Linked DNA regions of Mus musculus: region 1 is linked to region 2. Evidence: chromatin contacts called from public HiChIP or PLAC-seq data. All regions are on one chromosome and are shown on one strand. The core of a region is the stretch at or near the end of the contact, and the rest is flanking DNA. Distances in the headings are between cores, read along the strand shown. Region 1 has its middle 23 kb from the start of Gzmb. Region 2 holds the start of Gzmc (granzyme C).

Region 1 (4,523 bases), core at 31-2,530, 50 kb after region 2:
AAATAAGACATAGTGAGGACAGCCAGTGCCAGAGTCCTGGGGCTAGCGGATGAACTGTGGCCATAGAGATCATCTTTCCTTCCTTCTCCAGCGGCCATCCCTTGGTACATCCCCCCAGGGGGCCCCCAGGCAATATCTGCTTCTCTTGGTGGTCTTGTTAGTCATGCCCTTTCTTCACAGGGCTCCATCTCAGAGGTCTTCTGAGTATCCAAGATGTGTTGAAACTTTGCGGGAAGTTGCCATAGGAGTTGAATATTAGCTCACTTCACTCTTTCTTCTCCATGCCCCCAGGCCTTCCATGGGATACTTTGCCTGGAAAACCCCATGAGTTTCCATGGAAATATAGGGGACCAGATGATTTTTATCCTCATATCTAGAATTATCCTTTCCCTGTACCCCTATATCACTATTGCTAATCATTTAAAGTAGGGTATCTCAGAAGCCTTGCAAATTCTGCATAACTCATTGCCTATGCCTATATATCCCATCCCTTCCTTTGCCTGGTGTTTCTTCTCTCTCTCTCTCTCTCTCTCTCTCTCTCTCTCTCTCTCTCTCTCTCTCTCTCTCTCTCTTGCTGCCTTTCACTTTCACTTTCCTCATGCCAGTTACCAGTTGCCAGAGTCAAATCCTCAATTTTTTTAATCTGATTGTTTGACTCTTTTTAAAGCTAGTTAATAAGGAGATGGCTTAGTGGCTAACAGCACTTGTTGCTCTTGCAGGTTCAGATCCCAGAACCCACATGGTGGCTTACAAACATCCCTAACTCTAGGTCCAGGGACTCAGTGCCCTCTTCTGATCTTCACAGATCACAGGCGCCAGACATACATGTGGTATATAATGCACATAAAATAATAAATAATCTAACAGCAGATGGATGGCAGAGGTTCAGTCTGCCCCTGGAGCTTCTAGGAGAAAGAAAAACTCTGGGCCCTCTCATTACAGCCTTCACCTCAACAGAAATAGGGTGCCTAAGTCAAGTGTGTGGCTAGCTCTCATTTATAACTTCAGCATTCTAAAAACATGTTAGTAGCTTTCAATTTCCTACAAATACAAGAAAGCAAAACTTTCTTAGGTGCCAAAAGTGTGTGGTGTGTGTGTGTGTGTGTGTGTGTGTGTGTGTGTGTGTGTGTGTGTGTTGGGGACAGGGGTGACTCAGAGGACTGAGTCTGAAACTGTCATTGGCTTCCCATTTGGTCTTGGAGCCATGTAGGGTTACTTGAGATCACCAGGAAATGTCACCTTTCTTTTCTCTAAGCTGCAGCTGTGTGGGCTGTGTGGTCATTCAGCTTGCCTGGAACCTGTTATCTGCCTTTGATTGAAACTTAATGCAAGTCCTACCACCTCTAGCAGCACTTCCTATGGATGTTTGAAAGACATTTCGCATATGAATTATTCTAACTTTTTTATGCAAATCAGGGCAGGGTGTGTGCCAAGTAAGCTTTTGATCTTGAGATCTTGCCACAGATGACAGAGGCTCAATCTGTCTCTGGAGTGTCACCTATGAAGCTTCCAGAAGAGAGGACAATTCTGGGCCCTCTCATTATAGCCCTCACCCCAATAGAAACAGGGTGCCCAAGTCAAGTGTGGTGGCTGGCTCTCATTTATAACTTCAACATTCAGAAGTCTGGGACAGGAGGATTGCTTTGAGTGTGAGTTCAACTTCAGGCTGTGCTAAAAAGCTACAAAGTGAGACCTGTCACAGTCAAACAAGAAAAGGGCATCTAGACTGGCATTAGAGGCCGTGCTGCTGTGCAGCAAAAAGGCTGGGTCGCTATATATCTATATATCTGTAGGAGATTAAGCTGGGAACTGGACGGGAAAATGAAGCAACTTCAAGATTAAGGCATGGACCTTTCTGTCAGTCAGAAACCCAGGGTGCAGGTGCTAACTGGGGGTTAAATGAGAACCAACCAGTCTTCATCCCACATTTTACATTTCTTATTCGTTTCCCAAATCAATGCAGATCCAGAAAAGTGTGCTCAAAAGGATGAAAGGCAAGCCTGTGCGTGGTAATATGGCTGCCGCCTTCCACATGGCACTGCTGTTCACAGTAGACACAGTGCGCTTTTCTCAAGATAGTTTGCTTTTTTTCCCTCAGAAAACCATGCCAGCACACTGGCCGAGTTAGGACAGGACACTTTCCTGAATTGTGCAGCTATTTTGTCTTAGTGGATATGCATATCACCTGGTGTCTAGATCATGAATGACCTTCCTCCTGCTTACTTGTCCTGGTGTCTCTTGCCTTTCTCTCGAGTAAGGGTGAGTCGGTCTTTCTTAGGTCACACTAGAGAAGCTCTGAGTTTAAGCTCTGGGTTCTCAGATCACCAGCTTGTCCTCCTCTTCACAGTTAATCCTTCTTTGTCTCCAATCAGTCTATGCTGAACCCCTTTTTGGGTGTCTAGGAGAAGCCCAGGGACAGGGAAACATTCCTTGTCTTTCAGGGATGTTGGTTGGCCCTTCCCTAGTGTCTCATGGTCTCCTAGGTCAGAGTCAGGTTAGCAATGTCCCACGTCCTCTCGGTTGTTCACGTTGTCATCTCAGTTTCTTCAGGCCTCTGTACCTTTTGATTGGACTGGTGTTCATGTTTCTTGAGTGTCTGACACATGAGGTACTTTTGAAATTGATCCAGAAAAATCCTAATGTCCTTGAAGGGGGGTATTACAAACTCACCTCTTCATGCTTCTCTGTGCAGAATCCTCCCGGTTTTGTCCCTTCTTTCACCTAAGATCTCTGTCCTTGCCATTCTTGGAGTCCATGGAAAAACCTTTGTGATCCTCAGTCTTATGTACCTCCCCTCTTCACATTTGGCTAAACATCATGGATATATCAAGATAGGGCTTCAGTGATTGCACTGGACACACAGAAAGGGTCCAATCTACAGGTGCCACTCAAAAGCAGAGTTTTCTACAACTGGTCGCAGAAGAGAGACCCAGGGAAGATCCAACTTTGGGAAGAACTTGAGAGACTGCTGCCAGTTTGAAAATTAAGGCATGGAGTGGCAAGGACAAAACTGAGAGTTGCCGCACACTGATGGTAGCAAGAAACCAGCCTAGCTGCAAGGAACGGCAGCCTATTAATAACCTGAGTGAGTGTGGGCTCTCTCGGTTCTTCTCTGGTATTTCCAGATGGGAGCTCACCCTTGCTGGTGCTTTGGCTTTGACTTTGTAACACTCGTGCCAAGAGCACAGCTACGGCCACCCAGACTTTACTTCTACAGAACTATGAGACATTGGGGGCTTTTTAAACTGCTGAGTTTGTATAATTTGTTACACAGTAATAGGAAAGTGAACACAGTTTTAATAAGAGATGATTCACTATTGAAAATTTAATATCTTTCTGGGTAATTGAGAACAGAGAAAATAGGAGGAAAGGACACTAACCCCCTCACCTAGTGTGTGGTCTGAATAAATAAAAATTAGCATCCTATCTTTTGTTATCCTCTTGTTTACTTAGTCTGCTTCATTTAAGCCTTCTCTTCCACTTTCTTTCTCTCCATTTAAGAAATAGTATCTTGCATTGACCCTAGTACTAATCAAGTATCATCCCTCCACATTTCCTCTGAATATAGTGTGTGTGTGTGTGTGTGTGTGTGTGTGTGTGTGTGTGTGTGTGTAGCATGGAAGTGTATGTGTCAGGGGCTGACTGGATAGGTTGAGTATCTTGTATCAAGATAGGTTGAGTATCTCAGCCCTGGTTGACTGAGAGGTTGCTGGAAGCAAACATTTCCCCCCTGCATTAAGGTCTGGTTCAGCTTTCCCATCTCAGAGAATCCTGGAAGAGACAGCAAGGCAAACTTGAGCTGTGTTGTTATGTGCTCCCTGTGGCAGAAACTGGATAACTACGAAGAGATTAGACTCACAGGGAACCTATTCTGCGCCCGCTTTAGTTCCAAAGCTTCATTTAGTTCATTTATTCCCATAGGAGCCCAGGATGTCACTCACTATCTCACAGTTGCAGAAACTAGACCCAGCCAGGAACAGCTCTGCCAGGACTGATCTGGGCAGCCAGATCAACCCATGCAGTCTGGTGATGGAATGTGCTTGCTCTCCTGCTCCCCAGTTGAAATTCTGTTCAGGAAAACAACACATGCCAGGCGTTTTGCTGAACTTCCAGCTGCTCTGGAAATCTGTCTATCTATACCATGTTCATGGTCAGTGCCACTTGGTTTCTATAAAGTTCTCCTGCGCTTCCAAAACAAAGTCAGCTCTCTTTTACCTCCTTCAGGAGGTGATGGGAGGATGCATCATGATGCTCTTTCACCTTGCAGCTTCTGGAGTTAAACGAAGAGACAGAGTTCTCAGAAATATTATCTTGCATTGACCCTAGTACTAATCAAGTTAGGTCAGGAGGAAAGAAGCATCAGTTCAAGGAATACAACAGGGAAGGACCTGAGGGTCGTGAAGCTTGCTTGTCTCTGGTGCTGTAGCCTGAGACTCTGAGGAAGAATAGCCCCCTGCAGTTAGGCAGATACTATGCCAGCAAAGCACCCAAACAGTATCTCAGTCCCACTCTCAAACGTCATT
Region 2 (4,095 bases), core at 52-2,551:
TGGCCCTGGCGTTCCCCTGTACTGGGGCATATACAGTTTGCGTGTCCAATGGGCCTCTCTTTCCAGTGATGGCCGACTAGGCAATCTTTTGATACATATGCAGCTAGAGTCAAGAGCTCCGGGGTACTGGTTAGTTCATGATGTTGTTCCACCTATAGGGTTGCAGATCCCTTTAGCTCCTTGGGTACTTTCTCTAGCTCCTCCATTGGGAGCCCTGTGATCCATCCAATAGCTGACTGTGAGCATCCACTTCTGTGTTTGCTAGGCCCCAGCATAGTCTCACAAGAGACAGCTACATGAACTTTTAATCTCAACCACTACTTTTGTTTGGCCAGTGCAGTTGATCAACTCAAGTATGATGCTGGATTTAACCTCTCACCCTTTTACCTCAAATATACCTCTTGTCAGACATTAATTTTTGCAACCCTGACTTCTAGTGAGCCCTCAGGGGAGCTTCCACAATAGAGGACAGAAGCCCCTGTGGATGTTTCAGAAGATGTGAGCTATCTGCTTCTCCTCACCTTCCTTTGCAGTGAGCAGCTGTTAGCACGAATTTGTCTCGAACCAGGAAGCCTCCGCAGAACATCTTCTTCCCACCAACTTTCAGAAACTCATAATATGCCATGTAGGGACGGGAATGTGGACTGATCTCATTGCCTCCGATTATCTCCTCTGAAAGAAAAGCCTAGAATATTTGGTGTCTGGGAGCAATATTTGTGGCCAAGAGGAATCTAGGGAGGGAATAATTAAGAGTGGAATCTGAAGTCCCTCAAGGCTTTTGAAGACTGGATTCCTTGCACATAGAATAATCCTGGCTGAATCTTAAGCCTCATTAAAGCTGCTCATTCCCTAGGCTGAAATAAAGTAAATGGTGCACATTTTTGTATCTTTACATTCTCTGTCACATCTCTTTGTAAGGATGATCCAGTCTCCAGGTGATGAAAAAATGTTGGGAGAAGCTAGTGCCTACTAAGTTTTCTGAAAGCATCTCCTTTCTTCAGACCTTGTTGAAAATTAGGCCAGTGTCAGATTTCTAAGTCTGGGTTTGTTATGGGACCTGACATTCAGAAACATCCTGGGTCCAGTGCCAGAACAATTCCTGACTACCGCTGGGCAGAAAGTCAGCAGAGGTGCCATGGGACGGCATCACTGCCACAGGGGTGTTCACTCACCTGCTCCAGCTCTGAGAGGCAGAAGTAGGGTCAGGAGAATCAGGACTGGTGGCATCTTCCCAGGAAGGCTGCTCAGGATGGAGGAGGGCAGAGTAGACAAAGCCCTTGGAAGGGGAGGAAGGAGGTGTGGGCTCAGGGGGCTCACAGGCATTTTGAACCTATGCACCTCTGCTTCTGATTGACGTCACATTACTTAAGGAATTTTTCTGGTTTGGGTAAAAATGACACTGTTACCACACTGACCTCCTGAGGTAAGCTAAACTGGGATGAAGATCAAGAAAGTAGAGGATGTGGAGGCTGTGGTTAAGGAGGCCTGAGACCTCAGGAAGTCCATCATGACTGCACGGAGACAAACATGTGTCCTTTTCTAACTCTTACACCCTTTTCATTTCAATAAGATCTCCCTTGTTCTTTATCTTTTGCTTTCTTTCTTTCTTTCTTTCTTTCTTTCTTTCTTTCTTTCTTTCTTCCTTCCTTCCTTCCTTCCTTCCTTCCTTTTTAAAACAATATTGACAACCAATTTATCTTACAGCAGTTATAATACTCACAGTTACACAGTGCTTAGTGAGAGTTCACACTGTATTGCAGAATATCATCTCATTAATATTTGGGACTACTGATCATACTGTGGAACAATCTCTTTGAATATCCTCATGAATTAATCTTAACTCTAATTCTCCTGATACTGCTATGAAAATTTCACAAGAGAAATCTTAAAGGCAAGTGTTTGCCCCATATCCAATGACCAAGTGTTACAGGCATACATAGTTAAGTGTAATAACAAATCAAAAATGACACTTAAAGTTTACTAGGTATTGCCTTTTATCTCTGAGGCAAGAGCTTCAGGACTGAACTCAAAGATAGGTAAGATTAGATCAGCACTGGCTTCCATGCTGTTGACTCTCAATGGTATTTTCTACCACTTTGCCTAGCATTTTCTATCAAGTAAGAAAGTCCATTATTAGATCATGATTGTTATTTAATGGGCTACATCCAAGAGGGAGAGAGACAAGGATGCAGGTCTTGAAATGTTTGATGTTGACTGGGGGATCTGAGAGCCTCTTTTAGAACAGTAGATAGTAAGAACTGAGTGAGATTACTCTGGGAGGTGAGACTGGCTGACCTCACTCTAAGCATAGGTGTGTGTGTGCGCGCACGCATGCATCCAAAAGACTGCAGAGCTACCAAAACCTACATTTTTATCCTGCTTTATGGATTTCAGATACTTTTAAATTTTCTCCTGTCATATTTTGGAACCAAGAGAGGCTTTCTCATCTTAGTTATAGACTAAAGTCTTTAGTCTTTATGCAATTAAAAGTACTAACTGCCTAAAAATTAATTATCTAGTCCATGGGTATGCAGTATGTTGGCTTCTCTGCTCTACATTGAAAGGTTACTGGTTTAGGCTGCACATTGCTTATACAAGCTATAATAAATGTTGATCATTCACCCTGAAAGAGACTGTGCATAAATGACACAATATGTGCACACACAGATAAGCAACAAAAGCCTACAGAATAAAATAATCTTAATGATATGAGAGTCCATTTGTAGAGAATCTTTTTAAAATAATAGAGCAGGGTCCATGTTTGTGATATCTGAAAACCTGTAAGTAGTAATATTTATTTTGGTATGCTTTATCATACAAACAAAGGAAGACAACAAGAATCAGGGTGGATATTCTCTATTGCTTTTAAAAACAAAAGTTTCACTCTTTGGTTTGATCAACATAGCTCTGATCTTAGTGAATTCTTAAGCCAGAGGAGCTGAAGTTATAAGTGGTGATGAGCTATTCAATGTGGCTGCTCAGAAATGAACTTGGGTCCTCAGCAAGTGTAGTGTGTACTGTTAATACTTTTCTGCCATCTCTGCAGTCCTGTGTGCTCAATTCTTGAAACTAGTTGCTCACAAATGTAGGTGCTGTGAATAAGTGGTGGTGTGAATACAGTGTCATGGTAGCGTGTGAACATTTATCTCTGAGAAAGATCCATGAAAGTCCTATAAAAGTCATGAAGGGACATGATGAAAAATATTTTTCATTTGAATGAAGGATTATAGTTCTATGCATTCCATTTGAAGGACCAAAAATGGACTTTTGAAAATATCAAACTAATGGCATTATATCTGGACATCTTGAAATATGATTTTAAATTCTCATGTTAAATGTCAAAGCAAGGCCATGTCACTGTTCACAAATCTCCATTCATCTGGGTTGAAATGCATACAATTAATTGAGTTTAATTTGAACTCACTATAATTCCTTCTTTATCCAGAACATTCATGGTTTGAAACACAGTATTGACAAGTTGATTTTCACCTTAAAGATGAAATGAGTAGTTAAATACACTGGAAGATTAAAGTGGTAATTCAGATTTCATTGTGAAGTCTGTCCCAAATTTTGTTTATTTCATGCTAAGTAACTTGATAATGTTGCTAGAGTGTCCTCAGCTCAGCCATCCTACTTCTGAAATGACAATGATGCCACTGGAGTCAGCACAGTCACTCCTTAAGAATTCTTGGCATGGGAGATGATTTAATCCTGTGAACCTTATGAAATTCTTTGACAACTTTATAATGTTTTCAATGTATTTTGATTATATTTACCCATGATTGCTCTCTCTTATGCTTCTCAAATTCTCATTGAGACCTTCTTCCCTGTGCATAAGCTTTCTTGATGTTCTGTGCAAAGACCCTTTTGCCTACATCTCCAAACTCTAATGTCCCTTGCACTTAACCAGTCTCAGAGGCCTCATACCCATCATTCAGTTTCTTTTATCTAAACGGATTCTACACCCTACCTCTTCACCTTCAATACTCCCATATTCAGTCAAAAGTGAATCTTCCACTTATCCAAAGCCTCTGCTCCATCAATACTGCCTGTGTTCCTCTCCACCTTACACTATACTTTCCACTATCACTGGAA

What was found. HiChIP or PLAC-seq counts read pairs in DNA pulled down with a chosen protein or histone mark.
Region 1: a contact with region 2 is called in an H3K27ac HiChIP or PLAC-seq map of CD8 T cells, with 10 times the contacts expected there. The contact joins the enhancer-like site here to the promoter of Gzmc in region 2. A contact is called at or near these places in 3 of 39 promoter capture datasets (Sertoli cells, embryonic stem cells and macrophages), 1 of 15 datasets of contacts at CTCF or cohesin (CD8 T cells), 2 of 484 Hi-C or Micro-C datasets (CD4 T cells and nephron progenitors), 6 of 115 datasets of contacts at active chromatin or transcription factors (CD8 T cells, T-cell acute lymphoblastic leukemia, embryonic stem cells and 1 more) and 3 of 9 other capture datasets (adipose tissue, liver and pancreatic islet).

The regions. Positions count from the first base shown.
Region 1 is chr14:56,283,306-56,287,828 of GRCm38.p6, forward strand. No RefSeq gene overlaps it. Among named protein-coding and RNA genes, the nearest start is that of Gzmb, 23 kb to the left of the region's middle. Within about 2 kb of position 1,281, at least 23 of the 459 cell types and tissues checked have an H3K27ac peak or open chromatin away from gene starts, as enhancers often do. A contact at or near this core is called in CD8 T cells and memory CD8 T cells, where this site is marked.
Region 2 is chr14:56,233,356-56,237,450 of GRCm38.p6, forward strand. It overlaps Gzmc (granzyme C), which reads right to left and starts at 1,302. Exons shown (of 5, transcript NM_010371.3): 1 at 1,173-1,302; 2 at 522-672. The coding sequence starts at 1,227.